Regions from separate parts of the Mus musculus genome. Here all the other regions are linked to region 1. The links are chromatin contacts, called in public ChIA-PET, Hi-C, HiChIP or PLAC-seq and promoter capture Hi-C maps. All regions are on one chromosome and are shown on one strand. Each heading gives the region's core, a stretch centred on a gene start, on an enhancer-like site or on the middle of the called end of the contact. The rest is flanking DNA. Distances are from core to core; before and after follow the strand shown. Region 1 holds the start of Gfpt1 (glutamine fructose-6-phosphate transaminase 1). Region 2 holds the start of Hmces (5-hydroxymethylcytosine (hmC) binding, ES cell specific). Region 3 holds the start of Copg1 (coatomer protein complex, subunit gamma 1). Region 4 holds the start of Cnbp (cellular nucleic acid binding protein). Region 5 holds the start of Rab43 (RAB43, member RAS oncogene family). Region 6 holds the start of Efcc1 (EF hand and coiled-coil domain containing 1). Region 7 holds the start of Fam136a (family with sequence similarity 136, member A).

Region 1 (2,683 bases), core at 114-2,613:
TGATAATGGGGGGCGGGGGTGAGGGGTAAGACAGAGTTTCTCTGTGTAACTGTGCTCCAGCTGTCTTGGAACCAGGTTGTACTCAAAATCACTGATTTCCACCTGCCTCTGTCTCCTGAGGGCTAGGATTAAAGGCGTTGTACCACCACCGCCCAGCTAAATAAGAAGCCTTAAAATATGGAATAAAAGAGCCTGTTTTTTTTAATGGTTGTAGTAAAGACATATGTTAAACAGGTGTACATGCATGATGTGGGATCTTTAGCCAGGACTACTACTCTCTCTTCCAACAAGATCAGCTCTGAGCCCATTTCATCAAGTTATTGATTTAGTAATGGTTCCTGTTGAGAGACTTAAGAGTGGCAGAAGTCATGTGGGGTATCACTGTCAGTGCGTTGGCTTGAGTTCTCGCAGGCCTGCCTAAAATAAAGTGACTAGAATTAAGTATTTTTAAGACTGCAAGATAAGTAAATTCAAGAAATGCTACCAGCCAGGAGTGGTCATTCATACTTATAATCACAACACTTGGAAGGCTGAGACAGGGCAATGTGAATTACAGGCCAACCTGGGCTACCAAGTGGGACCCAGTTACAAAGAGACAGAAAAAGGGGATTTGGGGGGTGTGGCTAAGGGAAAGAGTACTCACTCACTTGACAAGCTGCCTTTATGAGTTTAACCCCCAGTACCACACAGCATGTTCACAGGTCGCCTCACTCACCTGGTGGACCTTCCCCTAGGCATCCCTCCATACTTGGTCTCACTTTGAGCCTCACAGCTCTTCTAAGGTAGGTATTCATCTATCCTCTGAGCTCTATGCAAAGGTGCCCCTTGAACGCTCTGATACCCTCCCTGGCCCACCCCACCCCCAATCCTCTAGCCCCTTTAAGTAGCCTCTGACTCCTAGGGCCCCCACAATCTCCTCTGCCGGTCCCTCTTAAGCACACTAGCTCCGGCCGCCCCTTCAACACCGGAATCCCCATCTTAGAGTCCCTGCCTCACGGACAGCAGCCTTTCTCCCCAGAGACCCTTCTCCTTCCAGATCCCGGCTCCCCTCAGGACCCTCAATCTCCTCGGGATGCCCGCTCCACAAGCCCCCCTTCTCTTCAGGACCCCAGCCCCAAGGCCGCTCTGTTGACACGCGCTGTCCACCTCTGGCTTCACTGCGCGGGCCCTGCGGCCACCACACACCCCCATCGCTGCCCTTACCGCACATGATGTTGGTCACGGGCGAGGGCTGAGCTGTCGGGCGCGCGGAGAGCTTCAGAAGCGAGGGTGAGCTCGGGCCGGGGTGGTGGCAATGAGAGGACTCTGGGATGCGACAGCTCAGACCCGACAGTCCGACTCAGCGCTCGCTTCGCTCTCAACTGCCGCCCCGCCCCCCCCGGCCACGCGCGCCGCCGCGGCTCTCCCATTGGGCCGCGCCCGCGCCGCTCACGCGCAGGCATCGCCCGCCCAGCGCGCAGACGCAGAGCTGCGGGTAGCGACGTGGCAGGGGCTCGACCAGCATCCGCTTTAGGTTCCTGGAGCCGCCCGCTGAGGGCGAGCCGAGCCTCGGAGGAGGAGGAGGAAGGGAATGTTTACACAGCAGTTTGTGTGTTTCAAGGGGAACGGGAAGGAGGGAGACAGAGAGAAAAGCTGTAGGGCAGGAGGGAGAGCCTGGGACAGACGTGTCAGTGTGCAGAGCCACGGTGGCCGGAACTGCGCTGCTGGCGCAGAGGTGCGGGAGCCTGCAGGACGCCCTCGGGCAGCCATTCCGGTGACGACCTGAGCTGTAGGCAAGGTGCTCAGCGCCCCACTCCCTGCCTTCCTCACTGTTCTCTGCCTAAGGTACCACTAGTCAGTAGTCCCAGCACTGCGCCTGCGCTCAGGGAAGCTGTGGGCACGTTGTACTCGGGATCGCTCTTGTCGCGAATGAACTCTCCGTTGAGAAAAGAGGAGTTAGCGGGGCGTTCCCTTTCAGAAGGTTTAAATAATACCTTGGAGCAAAAGTAGCTGGTTATCAGCCCGCACTTGATAGCTCTAACGGAAATGAATGAGTAGGGCCCACAGAAGCACTCTCAGCCAGAATCCCCTTCCTACTGCTCCAGCATTCAAAACTGCACGCCAGGGTTATTCTACAGAGTCCCACATCACATCCTTGCCACTTTTAAGTGTGACATCTTTAGGTCTCCCCAAGATGGTTTTAACATCTCATCCTTTGATCTGTCTCATACAATAACAGACTTCTTTGGTTTTTTGTTTTTTGTTTTGTTTTTTGTTTGTTTGTTTGTTTTGAGACAGGGTTTCTCTGTGTAGCCCTGGCTGTCCTGGAACTCACTCTGTAGACCAGGCTGGCCTCGAACTCAGAAATCCGCCTGCCTCTGCCTCCCGAGTGCTGGGATTAAAGGCGTGCGCCACCACGCCCGGCTATAACAGACTTCTGTATTAAAGGTGGTTTTTTTCCTCTCCCCACTAAACTGTTAAGTTCCTTTATGATAGAGTGAGATTTTTTTGTTTGTTTGTTTGGTTGGCTTTTTTTTTTTTTAATAACCAACACTTGCCTAGTCATAGACCAGAGCAATACGTGGCAAATTAAAACTGTTCTGGTGGCTGGAAAGAGTGATAAAAGCCTTATAGGCTTGTCCTAAGCTCTTTGTATGTGCAAGGAAGCAAAGGCTTTTCAGTTTTTTTATCGCCTATCTCAAAT
Region 2 (2,683 bases), core at 71-2,570, 870 kb before region 1:
AGACACAGTTTTACTATGCAGCCTTGACTAGCCTCCAACTCAGAGATCTGCCTTCCTCCGGCCTCCTAAGTGCTGGGATGAAAGGTGTGTGACACCACACTTGGGTTTTTGCTTTTTTGTTTTTAATATAAGGACAGATGACGCTGATAAATCAGTAATACTTGAAAAATGCGATCTTAAAAAAAAAAAGAGAGAGAGAGAGAGAGAGAGTCAAGCGTGTCAGAGTGTACACACCTGTAATACAGGATTCTGGAGACAGGCAGATTTGCTGAAAATCTGAGGTCAGCTGGGCCTCTATAGGGAGTTCCAGGACCGCCAGGGCTACATTCATAGTTAAGACTCTGTCTCAAAAGAATTCTTAAATGTATTCAGATATGAGGTTCACATAATTTGGGCATACATTCAAACAGTTTAACTGACCCTGAAGAATGCTGACTTATTTCTTGCAGAGACCCAGAGGGATTAGGGCCTTAATGTATCTGTAAAGGCTGCTTTTCGGGTCATTCCGGAGGCTGGGCAGATGGCGGCACATGGGTCACGAGTCAGATGGCCACGGCGATGCTGGCCCAGAAGCTCCGATGGTGCTGACACACTCCTTACCTTCTCAAAGTGCAGTCTGGAGAGCAGCACGGGGCTGCTGGACTGCGGGCTCTTGTTGTAGGAGGGGCAGTACTTGTCGGGGTCCCTCCACTGCGGGAGCCGCCGCCGGCCCTGCCGATCCTGATAGGCGCAGGCCCTGGTGAGAACCTCTCTGGGCAAGTGACAGGACGTTCGCCCGCACATACTTCAGCGCTGCCGCTCAGACCTAGAGAAAGTCACAAAACCCTAAGGTTCTCCTCCCTAGGTCACGCCAATCTCCCCGCGAAGCCACATCTTCCGCGGAGGCTCCGTTAGGTCAGCCAGTCCCGGCCACTGCGGGGCCCACAGTCCCCAAGCAGGCCCTCGGGTGGCGGGCGAGAAAGAAAGCCGCTCCTCCCAGGTTGTTTCCCACGGACGCAGCAGGGAAAGGTGAGAGCGCTCGGCTTTGACGCCAGCGACACTCGCGGGCCGCGGCCACCGCACTACCGCCCCGCGGGGACACGCTCAGGTCCCGGGCGGGGCCTTGTCGGCGCCAAGGCTCCAGCTCGGAACGTGGGCGGTCCTCGCCTGCCCGCCCGCCGGCGTCCCCTCCGCCGGGTCCTCTCTTCCGCCCGCTAGCTTCTCCTCAGCGCGGCCCTCCTCCCGCCCGCCCGTCCGTCCTCATCCCCTCAACGAGGCCCTCCCCACGCGCCCGCGTCCTCTCACCGCCCGAGGGTCTAGTCCACCCTTCCTCGCAGCTAGCGTCCGCCTAAGAGACGCCCGTCCCGCTCCTCGGTAACCCCGCCCCGCCCCCGACGTGACGTCGCGCCGTCGGGGTTCCCTCCCCACAGGTGGGGGTGTGGCTAGGTGAAGCAAGACAAAATGCACTGACCTGAGACAGGCACCCCAGGAGGCCTCAGGGTCCCCCTTCCCAGGCCGGAATCTGAAGCCAGAAAACCTGTGCTGCCCACCCTCAATGTGTAAGGCCATCCGAATTGAGACTCTCTAGCTATTCCCACAAACCCCTAAGGGTCAGGAAGCCCCACCTGGTTTCCTTTTTAACATTTGTGTGTGGGGTGTGTGCAAGCCTTTAAATAAAACTAGAGTAAGCTGTAATCTTCACAAAAGGAGGCTGACACCAATTTCTTTAATGAAGTTTATTTGAATGGAATGGCTTCCAGGCTATGACCAGGCCTGGGAGTAGAAGGGGAGGGTATTAGGCAGGAAGAATACAGTCAGGAAGGGCTAAGCAGGATGTGGCCTTGAAGGTCAGGCTTTCCTTTAAAGCCTGGAGAGGCCTTCATAAAGGGATGGAATGAGGCAGAGAGGCCAGGCAAGAGCAACTGCTCAGTCCCCAGGAGAGGGATGGAAGGTGGGGGACAGAGGGATGTCTTTAGGGAGCAGCCTTCAGGTCACCTACTTGAGAAAACCCCCCAAATGAGAAATCTCTTTATAACCTGTTAGGAAGTTTCACACCACGTTACTTAGTTCACCACTGCATGCCTGACCAAGTACATGGTGGAGCCAGGACCAGTCATGAAATAGGCCATAGCTAAAACAGCTTAACGATGCTCAAGTGTAGCCTGATGTCTTCATGTTATGGGATTCGGCTTAAAGGTGCAGGCCTCTGTTCTAATGTGTACATGTGCATGTGCATACAGTATACAGGTGTGCATGAGGTTAGGCGGCAACTATTGCAAAATGGTCCTCTCCTTCTACCAAGTGGGTAGTCCGTCCTGATAGGTACCTTTACCTGCTGAGCCATCTGAGTAGCCTCACAGGAGGTCCAGTTCTTCAAGTGTTTCCAACAGTTTAAACCACCTGATTTGAGTTTAAAGCCCAAGCCCTGAAGCATCCCCTAGGATTTCTTACTCCAGCCCAAAAGGAATGCAGATACTGTTTTTCCCACTCATAGACCCAGAGCAGATCATGACACCCTCTAAGGACCTTTGGACACCCATCCATCTACAGATGCCTGTAGATGAGTGGCTTACCAGACCTGCTAGCTGTTGTCATTCGGCTAGCCTTTAACCCCACCCTAAGCTTGGCACTGACAGTCCCGAGGGGCTATGCACACGCTCCATTTGGTGAAGGGAGGCCTCAGGGAGAAGTGGAGGCCCTGAGC
Region 3 (2,683 bases), core at 131-2,630, 850 kb before region 1:
TTTTCTTAATTTATCTACTAACCATACCAGAAGTCTTCCCTTGGGCTGCCCTAATACTAGCCACACTAGCAAATACAATGAATAAAGTCCCATCTTCCTGGACCCAGGCTTTATAAACCAGCACTCCATGTATGTTAGTATCTGACAGCAGGGCTGGCAGGTATTCCTGACCAGACACAGGCATGGTGGCACTTGCCTCTTGGAGTACGGCACTCTTCTCCAGGTGCTGGAGGGGGTTGGAGCCTCCACCTGCAGTGCACAGAGAAGACTGATTACGGTTGTGATCTTGAATGAACTGCTTTTCTCCTTTTTCCTGTGCTGACACAGACTCTCATGTATCGCATGCTAGCCTTTAACTCAAAATGTAGCAGAGGTCGGCTCTTGTGCATCTGATCTTCCCGCCTCGGCCTCCTGGTTTACATGGTACTGTGGATCATACACAGGGCTTCACCCAAGCTAAGCAAGCACTCTATCAACTGAGTTACAGCCCCGAACTGTGACCCTAAACCTGCCAAACACGAGGAAGAGAGAAGGAAGTCTCTATCATCTACCAGAGGCCGTCAAGGCTCTCTCACAGTCACCTAAGCATTCTTTCTGAGCATTTTAGGGTTCAATAATTGGCACTGATCTATGCAACCAGAACTTAAATGAATCTATGTGTCGGAGACAACCAACACTAACTAACCTGTGACTGAGTTTCCCTGACAGCAGATATTACATTAAAAAATTATGCATGCGATTATCTGGTTACTGTCTGGGCTCTCCATCCTAACATTCCTATTGCAGGCATCTAGTATCGAACTTGCTTTAGCTACTGTAATATTATGATCAGTGAGGTGCCTGATGTTCAGTAATTGTAGTTTATTGAATGAATGAAACGGTCAGGGTTATTAACTGTAGGACTGGTTACACCCAGATAGGCAAAGAATTATCGCAGCAAATACCAAGAGGTCGGGTGAAATGCAAGGTAACATCCAGCCTGGGAACCTCCTCTGACAAGATGGGGAAACTGAGGCCCAGAGAGGAGTGTTACCCGCACAAGGTCACGCAGAAATCCTGGCCAGAGCTGGAGAGGGCAAACAGCACGTTTCCTCCGAGAACAGATATAGATGGACCTGCGCACAAGCCCCTGCCCCTCTTGGGCCTCGGATCTGGCTCTGACAGAGGCCCGGAAGAAGGAAGCCAAGGAAGGTCCCATGAACCCCTACGAGGATCTGACCTCCCCAGGTCTTTCAAGGGGCCCTCACCAGACTCCTCGTCCTTCTTGTCGAATTTCTTCAACATGGTGTCAGCGGTAGCTCCACGCAGCAGGAAGATGCTCAGAGTAGCGGTGAGAACAGCTTCTCCCTGCGGCTTCCGTACTCCCGCCCGCCACGTCGCCCTGAGCACTGCACTATGGACTGCGCCTGCGCACTCTGTTGTCTGCGCCTGCGCACAACTGCGCCCACCTTTTTCATTGCCTGTCCGGAGATTGCCAAAACCTAGGTGGAAGAGGGCGGAAGGGGAGGGGTGAGACCCAGGAAAGTGGGCGTGGCTAGACACTGGAGGCGGAGCCTAGACCTGCGGTTGCGGGTGCTCCGCTTCTGCGCCCCCTTGTGGTCCTGTGGCTGCTGTGTTTGCAGTTACCCCTGGCTGAATTTAAAGGGCATTCTGATGGGAGGGTTGCATGCAGCACGCTGACCCCATACATGTTCCCTGCTACTCTTTATTGTCATTTTCCGGAAGTAAGTCTCACTAATAGGTTATTTTTCCGCCACCGGTAAAATGAGCCAATTCAAGTCAGGTTAGAATATTTTAAGGGCAAATTTATTGGGAAGCTGCTCTCAAACAAGTTCACTGGCCCCAAGGATTGAGGCCAGAGGAGTCACCATGACAGAGATGGTGGTGAGAGGGAAAAGGGCATCTGTTGCTAGCCAAGGAACCGATTCCATCCGAGTCTAGCTTTGTAAGGCAATGAATAGAGTTATGTACATTTGTGCTTTAACATTGAGATATAACTGGACATAGCGAGTAATTTCAACACTCATGAGGCAGAGAAAGGAGGATGAGAAGTTCAAGGCCATCCCCCTGCACCAGACCTACATGACTTCCACCTCAAAAAATAGAGCCAATGAGATGGCTCAGCCGCTAAGTTAAGGTGCTTGCTGCCAAGTCTGAGGGCCAGGTTCAGTTGTGAAAATTATTAAATGAGTCTTTTCTACCAAATACTATAAAACTTGTGGTTTGACAAGGAATTCAAATATTGTTGCTGACAAATTGGCCCACAGAGAAGATGAGTATTAGGCAAGGGGAGAGGGTGAGGCAAGCCAAGCCAGATAGTTAGGGGAATTTAGCAGCTCTGACTTGATAGCAATCAGGCCATTTCTGTAACTCTGACTTACTTATTAGAGATCAGGCCATTTCTGTTGCTCTGACTGACTAGCAACCAAGAGCGTCTTTATTTACACAAGTTTCACAGAACAAAGACAAGCTAATGATTATCCAGTAGTACAAAATATGTCTGACTTATCATTACATAACCAGGGTTAAAAGCTCAGTTACAAATAGAAAATATAAACAACAGATTTTATTCTTATTATCTGCCCTATAACACCAATTTAAAGAATCTAAAGACTGTCTCCTCCAAAACAAACACACTTACTATGTGGCAGGCTGCTTGTAGGCTGGCAGTGTTTGCAGTTTT
Region 4 (2,683 bases), core at 79-2,578, 810 kb before region 1:
TCCTAAGTTAGAGGACATTAGATCCTCTGGACCTGGAGTTATATGTAGTTGTTAGTAGGATATAGGTGTTGGGAACTGAATTCTGGTTCTCTTCAATAGCAGCATGTGTTGTTGCTGGTGTTTTTTTTTTTTTTTTGTTTTTTGTTTTTGTTTTTTTTTGCTTATTTTGAGACTGGGTCTGACTATGGTTGAACATTTTGTTCTTCTGTTGAAATGGAATCTAGAGTCTTGTGCGAGACAAATGCTCTTCTAAACCATATCTACAGCCCAAAGGTCTTACTATGTAGCTATGGCTGACCTGGGACTTGTTATGTAGATTAGATGAACTTGGACTGACAAGAGATCCTACTGCCTCTACTTCTCAAGTGCAAGCGACTAAAGGTATGCACCACCACGCCTGGCTGCTCTCAACTTCTAAGTCATTTCTGCAGGCCCATGTGTAAGTTTAAAGAGTAAGTCGCTAGCGGAAACTAAAATCTAGACAAATTTTAGTACTTTTTAGAACTCAAGAGACTTGAGATTTCCAGATTCTTCATGTTTGTATTAAAAAAATCATTAAAACGGGACAGAGTTCTAGAATGCTTTAGTTTATATAGAAATTGTCTTCAGGGTGTGTGGTAACGCTAGGGAATCAAACCCAGGACTTACAGGAAAAATTTATCTTCTGCTTTGAGGACCTATGACTACACACACAATCTATTTTGGAGACACCATGAAATGCAAACGACGGTCACTCCTGAATGGGGCAGCCCAGGCAATAACTTTCTTGGCCTCCTCTCATCCACAAATCCTAGGGATGTCATTCATTATGGGTCACAAGAAGTGTTGTGACACAAATCACCTGTCACCATCTTCAACCTCATTAGGCATTTTCATTTGGGGCTATTGCAAGCCAGGGGCACTAGCAGCGCGCTGTCGGTTTATACCCAGGAAACACAAAACCCAAACGCATCTCATGGACCGTAACGGTAGCCACAGCCGCTTCTATGATCAGGCCACTAAGACCTTCCCCCAAACCTAAGTGTGTGTGTATTGGAACCTGGTCTGCTTCTGAGCCCCACCAGGCTTAGGGGAGGCCGGGCAGGGGGAGATTGGCTCCCGCAAGCTGCGACCACTGCCCGGATCAGCCCCGTAGGCTGGAGAGAACCAGCAAAGGTTCGAGGGACGAACTGCTAGTAGGAAAGCAGCGAACCACTCATCGTAGACACGGAACCCAGGTACGGGCGGGAAGGCCGCGAGCGCTGCGGGCCGGAAGAGGCTGGGCGTGGAGCAGTCCGCCCCGCCCCTGCCGCCCTCGCGCGAGGCCGCGCTCCCAGCGGGCGATTCTGATTGGCTGGCCTGGCTTCCTGCGCTGATTGGATCCGTGGGCGAGGCGGAGGAGAGCCGTGCGCAGCGGCGTGTGTGGGGCCGTGTGCAGACCCGCGTGTGGCGCAGGCAAGGACCCTGAAAATAAACAGCCGCTGCTTTGCGAGTCGCCTTCTTGGTTCTTCGTCCGAGTCTCCTCCGCTGTGGGCAGCTCAGACGCCGAAGGTGAGAGGCGAGGGTGTAGCCTGCGCAACGGAGGTGGCGGGGTTGGTGCGGCCGAGACGGACGGAGGGCCGGAACTGCGAGGCGCGATGGCGGCCGCACCTCGGCCTGCGCCCTGCTGCGTCAGGCGCGGGGCTCGGCCCGAGCGGCGTCTCGGCTCCAGTTTCTGGCCCGCCGTACTGTGGCGGGCGTCCTGTCCGTCCTGCGGCGCTGGCACTAGGGCTGGAGCGTGGGGCCCTCTCTTGGCCCCGAGGGCCACGCAGGCCTCATCCGTGTGGCGACGAGGCCCGGCGCCCTTGGGGCCGAGGCGAGGAGAGTCGCGCGCGGGCCTAGCGCCGAGGGCCAGTGTGGCGGGAACTCCTGGAACGGGGCGGTGTGGCGGGGGCGAGAGCCTGGTCGAGGTGGAGGTCCCCAGGCCGAGCGCCCGGTGGAGGCCTGGCGGGCCATGTGCCAGCGGCTGCGGGGCCTCAGGACCTGGCCTGTGACGAAGCCCGCGCACGCCGCTGTAAGGCTTGGGAGTCTGGATTCGGTTCTCTGTACTGGCGACCTTTATTCAAACTCCTGATTTCTTGTAGTTCGTATTCTTAAGCAGCTTATTCGACATCGTTAGTCAAAAGAAACCACCTTTCCCTGGATCGATGAGAGTCAAGTCTTAGGTCCCTCACCCCCCCCCCCCCTTTTTTTTTTTAATGGAGCGGGAACCGGGTGGATAGGACCCGTAGGTTGTCAGGCCTTTAAGGCCATCAGGGTGGCAGAAGTCCTTGCCAATATTTCTCGGATTAAATGGATATAAATTACAAGAAAGCCTCGGAAGTAGAGTTGGCAAAGATCAATCTAGATTTTTCATTACCGTGAAAACCTGTTTTAGGACGGTTTAATCGTTCTCACTTGGGTTTAGGTGTTGATTTTATAGGTGAAGCCTTTTGCCTGTTGCCACATGTCAAGCACATGGCCTCGGCCACCAGGCACTTTCAGAGGAAGTGACTACATCTGGGGTGGGGGTGGGGGTCTTGGAAAAGGAGACATTGCACAGCAATCGGCTGGTTAGGTTTTTGCAATATTCTTGAAGACACAAAATAGACAAGAAACCACGACACTCAATCTGACTGCATTAAAGTAAAAGGGAATTAAGTTATATCCCCAATTTACCCCCAGA
Region 5 (2,683 bases), core at 112-2,611, 770 kb before region 1:
TGCTTTCCTTAAGTTTCCTCTTCCCTTCCTTACTGGGGAAGTTTTGGATTTTGTCTTGGATTTTGCCTTTCGTTCATGGATGGATCTCAAGGCCCTAGAACAATGTTTGGCTTGCAACAGCCATTATTAAAAAACTATCGAATCAAATAGCCATGCAGGGCCTAAGGGGGCTGTCCAAAGAAGCTAGAGTATTCTCAGCTTTCTCTCATTTTTAGGGATGGGGCCTATTTGATCTAGTTCAAACTGTTTACAGACATCTGGGTCCCATTTCTGTGACTTCAGGTTTCTCAGGCCAAACTTCTGAGCTGGCTGACTCACAGGTTTCCCTTGTGCAGGAGGTGTTTGGCTGGGACCAGGACTCCTGTTCCCAGCCACCCCAGGTTTGACTGGACTCCTGTCTGCTCTATCAATTCTTCCAAATGGAACTCTAGGCCATTCTGCCCTCAAGGATTTTCATTTCCTCTGTCTTCCTTTTTCACCTAAGGGAAGCTGCCTTTACTGTGTGTCACCAGAACTTTCCATTCTCCGAAGAGGGAACATTGAGTTGTGTTCTGCCTCATCAGCCCTTCATTGTCAGCCATAGCTGTCCCCTGCCCCGAAACGACTCTTGCCTGTTCCCCACTGGGTGCAGGCCAGGCGAGGGACGGAGGCATGTCAGTGAGGGGTGGACGTGGGGCCCGGCTGAGAAGGGCATGAGGTTAGGGAATGATGAACTGGCGATTATAACGAGTTGTTGACCTAATAGGGGCCAAAGCCTGCTATGGGGGCGCAGCGGACCGAAGCGGAGTTGAAGAGGCGCGGAGAGCTGAGTTGAGAGGCGTTAGGGAGGAGTTAGCTCCAGGGCTACGAAAAGGTGCGGGTGGATTTCCGTCTTGGATGCAGTGCCTAAGGCGAGGTCCAAGCCAAGAGGCTCCGGAGGATTAGGGCGGGGTAAGAGATGTTAAGGGCGGGGTCAGGACCAAATAGAGGATCAAGGCGTTGTTGACAGCGAATCCGCACCGGGCTTAAGTCCGGGTTAGTGAAGTGCTGAGAAGTGAGAAAGAACGGTGCTGAGGGCGGGATTGGGGTGGTGTTGAGAGAAGGGTCGGAGGCTTTGGCCGTGGTGGGGTGCGGGCGGTGCTCGGAGAAGGATCGGGGAGGTGAGAAGCTTAGAGGGAGTGCTGGGGGGTCGGGACTGTACTGACAGGCTAGGAGGTGTTGGTTATGGGAGGGGGAGACTGGGCGGTCCTGGGGGCGGGACCCAGAGGCGGAGTGGCGGGAGATGGGCGGTGCTGGGGATCAGGGAGGCTCGCCCCGCCCTGAAGGCGGCGCACGAGCGGGCCTGAGGTAGCCGTGGGCCGGCACGGCACCGACGGCTGGCAGAGAGCTGCGGAGGGCCGGGCGGTGCGCTCCCGGGCGGAGCCGAGTCCTCGGGGCTCCGGAGCGGAGCGGGGCGGGGCGGAGCGGGACGGTCGATCGGTCCGCCGTGCAGCTCGTTCAGGTGCCGCCGCCGCTCCACGTAGCCCGGCGGCGGGCCGGCTAGGGCACACGGACCTCGGCCCGCGGCTGTCCTTAGCCCAAGCCGGGCCCTTGCGTCCCAGGACTCCCGCGGAGCCATGGCGGGCCCTGGCCCGGGAGATCAGGACGAACACTACGATTTCCTGTTCAAGCTGGTGTTAGTGGGCGACGCGAGCGTGGGCAAGACGTGCGTGGTGCAGCGCTTCAAGACCGGCGCCTTCTCGGCGCGTCAGGGCAGCACCATCGGTGTCGACTTCACCATGAAGACGCTGGAGATCCAGGGCAAGCGGGTCAAGGTGGGAGGCGGCGCGGCCCGCTGCTTTGCTCCCGGCGGGCGGTTCGCGGCCAGTCCTTCGGCTTCCCCTTCTTTCAGAACGGGCTTGGGCCTTGATGTCCGTGCTGGGTTCAGGTCCGAAAGCACCACCTTGGGCTCTGGGAGTGGTGACAGTGGGCGGCCAGAGCGTGGAGGAGGAAGCCTGCACCCCACTCCCGCCCCCCCGTCTCTCAGCCTGGGGACTCCTTCGAAACAACTTGCGGTGGAAGGCAACCTGCGGGCCGTTCCGTGAGCGCCACGCATGCCGGGACAGACCCTTCCCTGCGCGGCCCTCTGGGGAGCACTCAGCCAAATAACGACATCCCCGTGACCGGGAGGGACCAGGAAGTAGTGGCTGCTAGGACCGGAGGTCCAAAAGTTTTTGTCAGAATTTCCTCCCTGGCCACGCCTCCCCGCGGTCTCTTTTATGGACCCGGTGGTGGAACTCCACTCCACCAGGGCCAGCGCGGAGTTGGGGTGGGGGTGGGGGGCCTCCCCGACTAAGGGTTGATAGAAACCGAAAACTTCATCACAGATACCGGAAGGTGGGGGAGAGAAGCAAACTTTGGCAATGACCCCAGCAGAAACAGCAGGATGTGGTTGTCACAATGTCCTGGCAATGATTTGATAAATAATATTTGTGATGAATGAAATCAAGTTTCTTAACCTAGGTGTCTGTCCTCCCTAAAAAAAAAAAAAAGGTAGCATCCTGGACAGGACACAGCGCTGTTCTTGTGCACAGAGGCTCTTAGTAACTTTCCTGATTTCCACCCTGCAGAAATCCTTTGCCGTTTTTCACGGTTTCTGGTTCACAAGGATCTTCAAGACAGCTTTAAAGAGAACTGGGTGGGGGCAGTCTTGTGTTTTCAGACG
Region 6 (2,683 bases), core at 112-2,611, 690 kb before region 1:
GAGAGACCTAGTCTCAGGCAACACACACACACACGCGCGCGCACACACACACACACACACACACACACTACTCTACGCACTCCCAGGGTTCCTTCTGCCCCATCTTACACTCTCCTGGCAGACATATGAACCACGAAGGCCACTTTGACACCTAGTTGTACTCTGCAGCAACTAGGAGACAGGAGACACCAATGTAACGCAGGTCCTCTTCCTATACGCCTATAAGGGCCCCTTTTCTCCCTTAGCTGGTCACCTGAGCTACACTGAACACCGAGGGCTCAAGTGTTCGTTGACTGATCCCAGAGACCAGCTCACTCAATGGCTCCACCTCAATAGCTCAGAGTGAGCCTGGCCCTCATTGCTGGCCATCATTGTCTTTCTCACCTGGGCTAGAGGCCTGGCTGTGAGGGATTCAACAAGTTTCGCTGACTTGGGGAAGGGCAGTCAGTCCTTTGTTTTCCTTAAACCTCCCGAAGAAGGATGTGTGCTGACCCATCACTACTTGGCTACTTAAACAGGTTCCTTCTAGGATTAGAAGGGACTTGGGTAGGAAGTTGGGATCTTAAGGAATGATACATTGGGGTGGAAGTTGGAATGAAGGGGGTGGAATGGGGAACGGAGAGAACCAGCTGAGGAGGGGCTGGGCCGCGGTGGGGCGTCTCTGTCTCCACCCGAGGCATCCCTCGCACCTGAAGGGCCAGGCAACGCGCGTCACTGCTCTGCAGCGCAGCCCGTAGGTCCTCCACCAGCTCGCGTAGGCTACTGTTTTCCTCCTCTAGATGTGCCACCCGCTCGCCATAGGCGCCACCGTGCAGGCTCGGTGAGCCAGGCCGGCGGCGGCGGCGCGGGCGGCGGAGGCGGATCTGTGTCTCGATGTGCTCGCTAAGAGCTCCGCGGGGCAGCCGGGGCCCCGCTCGGCTACTGAAATAGCCGCAGAGGCGCGCGTGGAACTGGCGGAAGGTGAGCTCTGGAGGGTCGGCTCGCAGAGCCAGGCGCGCCTCTTCCCTGACGTCCGCGTCCCCGCCAGCGATCATCCCAGCAGCCGGGTTCGTGGAGGCCGCCTCCGCGGAGTTTGCGTCCTCCGTGGCCGTCTCCCCGTCAGCGTTCAGCCCCAGTACCGCGCAGAGCGCACGGAAGTCGGCGCGCGGTAGGCGGCCCGCTCCCCGGCAGTCCAAGTGGTGGAAAACCTCCTGCAGATACTGATCCAGACCGGTAGCCAGCACCACGATCTCATTCTCCACGCCGCGGTCCAGCCCGTAGTGGTGAGCCAAGGCACTCAGCAGCCACTGAGTGCGCCGCGCAGGTCGCCGGTATGGGTCACCCGCCGAGCTCTCCATGCCCAAACCCTGGCGGTTTCTCTCGGCAGATCGGCGCCTTCAGACAGCCGCCCGCGTCCGCGGAGGGAGGGGCTGGGCGGCCACGGTCAGGCCAGAGAGGCACGGGACCGTATCCAGGCAGCTGCGTGGACTGTGCAGGACGTCTGTGTTTGTCCCGATGGGAGGCGCTGGAGCTACGCGCTCTAGTAATGGCCTTGACCTGCACTCCCCATCGCTCCCCATCCCTATCCCCATCCCCATCACTGTAACCAGTTCCTGACTCAGTTCTTTTGCCCTCTCCAGGCCTTTCCGCTATTGTCACCAGAGGCTGGAGCGCCTGCGCCTGCTGTTGTGTTCTGCAATTCCCAGCCCTCGGCCGGCCGTTCTCTGCCTCTTCTCCAGACTGCTTCCTAAGCTCTCCCTCCCTCCTCGTAACTAGAACCGAGGAGGAAACAAACTTGGACGTGGATGAAGTTAGAGTTTTGGTGAGAGGAAAGTGGTTGTCTACCGCGGCCACCTTTGGGCTCCAGGTGGTTGCTTGGCCTGAGCTCCTTCCGCTGGCTGGGATGAGGTAAACAGTTGTTTGGCCACTATTTTCTTTGGTGCCCTAGAACTTGATTCTGGAAGATGCTGGGCAGACCTGCTTGCTCTTGAGAGCTAACTGGCTTTTCTTCTCTCTTTCACAGAAATGTAGTATTGACTCCGTCTGGCGCTTGCCATGGGAACCTTACCCAGCCATATTGGAGCGAAGAGCAAACTCAGCGGCCCTTGACTATTAGATAAGCAGATCTTGTTTTGTGTACAAATCCCAGTTGAAAAGCATTATCATTTTGTTTCCTCCATTATAGCACCCCCGACCAGCACTTTGTCCTTTGTTCCACACACTTCGGGAAGGAATCAGACATCCCAAGCATTTTGGATATACATGTGTACATATATATGTTAATTATAAAACCAATGGCAATTTAACGGAATAATGTACAATACCATACCTTGGCTTCTACCTTGGAAAACCACATGCACAGCATGTTCATTGACCACATTATTGATTATAATGGCTAGAAGCTGATATTCAGCAGGGGCCCAGGCAGGACAAATCGTGGAACAGGGATAAACGAGGAAACACGCTACAGCAGTTATTGTGACTGTTATGACTAATGAATGGTATGTGATAATAACAACACTGCACAGAACATTACTGGATGCTTTCTACAAGGATGCACATAAGGAATGGCAGCCACAGAACATCTGGTTGCTGTTTCTGGTGATGGTGAACCCTTTGCTATCGGTGCACTGGCTCTTTTGCTGAAATGGGAGATTGCACTGTAAGATGTACAGATCAACAGTTTTTAGTATGTTACAGTTAT
Region 7 (2,683 bases), core at 61-2,560, 680 kb after region 1:
CTTGGTAACTTTCTTTTATATTACTGTTTCTGTGGCAAATATAGCACAACTTAACAGCACACCCAGGGCTTCTTCCAGAATATCAACCCTCACGGACACCAGGGCTCCCACCAGTGTTGACAGGACCTAAGGCAGAACGAGTGTTTCTCATCCCCTGCCAAGGAGCTGCTGTTCAAGGACTTGGGAGCTGTGAGGCATTCCTGACCTGGAACCTTTCCAGCTCGCTGGTGACCAGAGCCTGGGCTTGAGCCAGAGGCGCATGGCAGCGCTCGATGCATTGGTGCACCTGCTGCATAGATGCTTGGGTGTCTTCACAGCAGTTGGCGCTGCACCGGAACATGAGGCCCTGGGGAGCGAAGACAGAGCCTGGTGAGACTGGAAAGACTCTGAGGACAGCTCTCGAAGGACAAGGCCTTGGAGGCCATGCTTCTCTACCTGTTTTGTTTTATTTTTCCCGCCGTATCATCAGGACTTCGTAAGACTGGGACGGTTACCAGGCCTAACATTTGTAGGATGGGGATATATGTTCTTGGGAGCGCGCTTGCTAGTTCTAAGAAAGCCTTGCGTTCCATTCCGCACAGCACAAAGCCAGGGTGGTGGCCCATGCCTGTAATCCTCGCACTCCAAAGGTGAAGGCAGGAAGATCGGGGGTTGGAAGTCAACCTGGGTTAAAAGAGACCCTGTGTGCTGCTATGAGCTCACTGATAAGATAATGTACCCAAGACTGAACCGGAAGAAACCACGTTCTGAAAATCAGTTTTTGTATTTCTGTAGCAGAGTTCAGAGGTCGGCCTGGCTAGTCAACGCCCCACAAGGCGATCGAAACAGTAGAGGGTGATTAAGGGGTGAAGTTAAGCGAGGCCAGTAGGGTGAGGGAGACGGGGCCCACGCTCACGGGCGTTCAGGGTTCGTGGCATCTAAATCAGCGCAGGACGGCCCGAAGGGATTTCGGTCTGGTGGTTCTCCTGGGCCGGTCCCTCCGAGCCTCGCGCCAGATCACCTCAGGGGCGGCCGAACGCTCGTCACCGAGGCCAGGTGGGAGGAAACCGCCCCACGCGAGGCCCGGAGCTCGAACGTCACCGCGCCACCCCCGCCCGAGTTTCCAATCCCGTTTGGGCGCCGGACCGCGCCGCTACCTGCATCTTCCGGATGTTCTCTCTCTCCACACTTTTCACCATGGCGTCCACAGCCTCCTGCACTCGGAGTTGCTGCACCTCCGCCATGGCGACCCTGAGCTCAGCCGCGCCGGCGCCCGCGTGTGCACCCGCTGCGCCCCGCCCCCTGCGCCCGTGCGGGCTTCTCAAGCCACTGAGTCCCACCCTCCGGCTTCGCCCCGCCCTCGGCTGCGCCCCGCCCCTAGCTAGTGAGTCCCGCCCCTTTGCGCTGAGCCCGACCCCCCACCGAGTCACCGCACAGTCTTCCGAGTACCTCGCCCTGGCCCCTGGCCATTGCGCCCTTGTCCTCAGTAAGCGTTCCCGTTCCCGCATCCTCATCGCCCCCTGGCGTCTAGGTTAAGCAACTTCAGGCAGGAGACAGCGGGCGCGCCGCTGGTTCTTCCGTGGAGCCAGGCTTTTGGTGGCCAAAGATCTCTTCGTCGTCTGACTTCTTTTCTTCCTCTCTTTCTCTCTCTCCCTCTGTCAATCCCAATTTTAAAAAAGCGAATGTAATTAGCAGCTCTTGTACAGCTCGATCAGATTTTATTATTGCTATCTTTGTCTTGGTTTCTTTTTGTTGCCGAACAGAATTTCATTAAATGTACATACCACAATTTGCTTTGTCAATTCCCCAGCTGGTGAACATTTATGCCGAGTTACTAGTTACTGCGAGTAAAGGGTACGGTATTCTAGATTGTCTCAAGAGTAGTGTGGGGGTATGGAGGGGCTGTAGATAGCGAGACCGTTGAGTAAGGGCGAGCTGTTTCTGAATGGATTGGTTCTGTCAGCCATGTGCTCTCGTGTTCCCATTTCTACTGTCTTATGCAGTCATCTCTGAAACACAAGTGGTCCCTTCTTCCCATGGGCCGATGCAGAGGGGAGCATCATTAGGTTAGGAAGAGGGCTACTAAAGGCTGCGTTAGAAGAGCTTGGGCTATAAGTGGTCCCATAGAGATAAGGGAAAGTTCGAGTGTTTCGGGAAATCTCTCTCGGCGAGCTAGCATTGAATTTTTGTATTGAACTAGAAGGCCCTTGCCTGGCACTCTGGAGAAGGAAAAGAATGACAGGCAGGTACGGGAAGCTTCAGAGGGCAAAACAGAAAAAAAAGGTTGAAGCTTTGTGGAATAGCCTGGAACGAAAAAAAAAAGACTAGCGTGTGAAGAGTGCTTGAGATTTTAGGCACTTGCTGTGATTCGCCACTAGATGGCAGGCTAGCTCTGTTTTGAGGGTAGGAAAAGCCACACAACCCATTGTCCTTTGAGAAAAGCTGTGTTCCTCCATGGCTGGGCTTTCCCTCTCTCAGATACCAGGGTTGGGGATAAAATGTGTCCACTACTTGAAGCCGGACTTACAGGGATCTTCCAGGAGCAGCTGGAGCCAGGGCGATGGCAGTGGTCACCCAACAGACCAGGTGCTTTGCAAGTACTTTGAATGGGGTCTGAAGCGGACCCTTCAGTGTCCATTTTTCTCTCACTGTGCACAAAGTCAAAGCAAAGGGAGGGGAAGACTCTGGAATATTTAAATCCTAG

The links. Promoter capture Hi-C pulls out the DNA fragments that hold promoters and counts their contacts. A called contact is a pair of places that touch in the nucleus more often than the background predicts. ChIA-PET counts read pairs in DNA pulled down with a chosen protein or histone mark. HiChIP or PLAC-seq counts read pairs in DNA pulled down with a chosen protein or histone mark.
Region 2: a contact with region 1 is called in a Hi-C map of B cells, with 10 read pairs. The contact joins the promoter of Hmces here to the promoter of Gfpt1 in region 1. A contact is called at or near these places in 2 of 39 promoter capture datasets (both in liver), 2 of 484 Hi-C or Micro-C datasets (B cells and CD4 T cells) and 1 of 115 datasets of contacts at active chromatin or transcription factors (extraembryonic endoderm stem cells).
Region 3: a FOXA1 HiChIP or PLAC-seq map of pancreatic cancer cells shows a contact between it and region 1. The contact joins the promoter of Copg1 here to the promoter of Gfpt1 in region 1. A contact is called at or near these places in 2 of 115 datasets of contacts at active chromatin or transcription factors (memory CD8 T cells and pancreatic cancer cells) and 1 of 9 other capture datasets (liver).
Region 4: a promoter capture Hi-C map of second pharyngeal arch cranial neural crest shows a contact between it and region 1. The contact joins the promoter of Cnbp here to the promoter of Gfpt1 in region 1. A contact is called at or near these places in 9 of 39 promoter capture datasets (the 3T3-L1 cell line, 3T3-L1-derived adipocytes, the C10 cell line and 5 more), 1 of 484 Hi-C or Micro-C datasets (CD4 T cells) and 2 of 115 datasets of contacts at active chromatin or transcription factors (astrocytes and bone marrow-derived macrophages).
Region 5: a FOXA1 HiChIP or PLAC-seq map of pancreatic cancer cells shows a contact between it and region 1. The contact joins the promoter of Rab43 here to the promoter of Gfpt1 in region 1. A contact is called at or near these places in 6 of 39 promoter capture datasets (hippocampal neurons, liver, neural stem cells and 2 more), 1 of 484 Hi-C or Micro-C datasets (B cells), 3 of 115 datasets of contacts at active chromatin or transcription factors (bone marrow-derived macrophages, memory CD8 T cells and pancreatic cancer cells) and 1 of 9 other capture datasets (liver).
Region 6: a contact with region 1 is called in a promoter capture Hi-C map of pre-B cells, with 3 times the contacts expected there. The contact joins the promoter of Efcc1 here to the promoter of Gfpt1 in region 1. A contact is called at or near these places in 5 of 39 promoter capture datasets (the C10 cell line, hippocampal neurons, liver and 1 more) and 2 of 115 datasets of contacts at active chromatin or transcription factors (embryonic stem cells and pancreatic cancer cells).
Region 7: an RNA polymerase II ChIA-PET map of memory CD8 T cells shows a contact between it and region 1, with 33 read pairs. The contact joins the promoter of Fam136a here to the promoter of Gfpt1 in region 1. A contact is called at or near these places in 1 of 39 promoter capture datasets (erythroid cells) and 4 of 115 datasets of contacts at active chromatin or transcription factors (effector CD8 T cells, extraembryonic endoderm stem cells, memory CD8 T cells and 1 more).

Annotation. Positions count from the first base shown.
Region 1 is chr6:87,041,526-87,044,208 of GRCm38.p6, reverse strand. Gfpt1 (glutamine fructose-6-phosphate transaminase 1) reads right to left here and starts at 1,363. Exons shown (of 19, transcript NM_013528.3): 1 at 1,204-1,363. The coding sequence starts at 1,210.
Region 2 is chr6:87,912,613-87,915,295 of GRCm38.p6, reverse strand. It overlaps Hmces (5-hydroxymethylcytosine (hmC) binding, ES cell specific), which reads right to left and starts at 1,320. Exons shown (of 7, transcript NM_173737.2): 1 at 1,285-1,320; 2 at 601-805. The coding sequence starts at 783. Copg1 (coatomer protein complex, subunit gamma 1) reads right to left here. Exons shown (of 24, transcript NM_017477.2): 24 at 1,701-2,683.
Region 3 is chr6:87,886,637-87,889,319 of GRCm38.p6, reverse strand. Copg1 (coatomer protein complex, subunit gamma 1) reads right to left here and starts at 1,380. Exons shown (of 24, transcript NM_017477.2): 1 at 1,248-1,380; 2 at 197-249. The coding sequence starts at 1,284.
Region 4 is chr6:87,849,751-87,852,433 of GRCm38.p6, reverse strand. Cnbp (cellular nucleic acid binding protein) reads left to right here and starts at 1,328. Exons shown (of 5, transcript NM_001347325.1): 1 at 1,328-1,530. It overlaps Gm44064 (WAS/WASL-interacting protein family member 2), which reads right to left. Exons shown (of 2, transcript XM_030255689.1): 2 at 121-2,074. The coding sequence ends at 1,196.
Region 5 is chr6:87,810,457-87,813,139 of GRCm38.p6, reverse strand. It overlaps Rab43 (RAB43, member RAS oncogene family), which reads left to right and starts at 1,361. Exons shown (of 3, transcript NM_001039394.1): 1 at 1,361-1,793. The coding sequence starts at 1,596.
Region 6 is chr6:87,729,547-87,732,229 of GRCm38.p6, reverse strand. It overlaps Efcc1 (EF hand and coiled-coil domain containing 1), which reads right to left and starts at 1,361. Exons shown (of 8, transcript NM_001159697.1): 1 at 690-1,361. The coding sequence starts at 1,337.
Region 7 is chr6:86,364,273-86,366,955 of GRCm38.p6, reverse strand. Fam136a (family with sequence similarity 136, member A) reads right to left here and starts at 1,310. Exons shown (of 3, transcript NM_025591.3): 1 at 1,137-1,310; 2 at 206-346. The coding sequence starts at 1,223.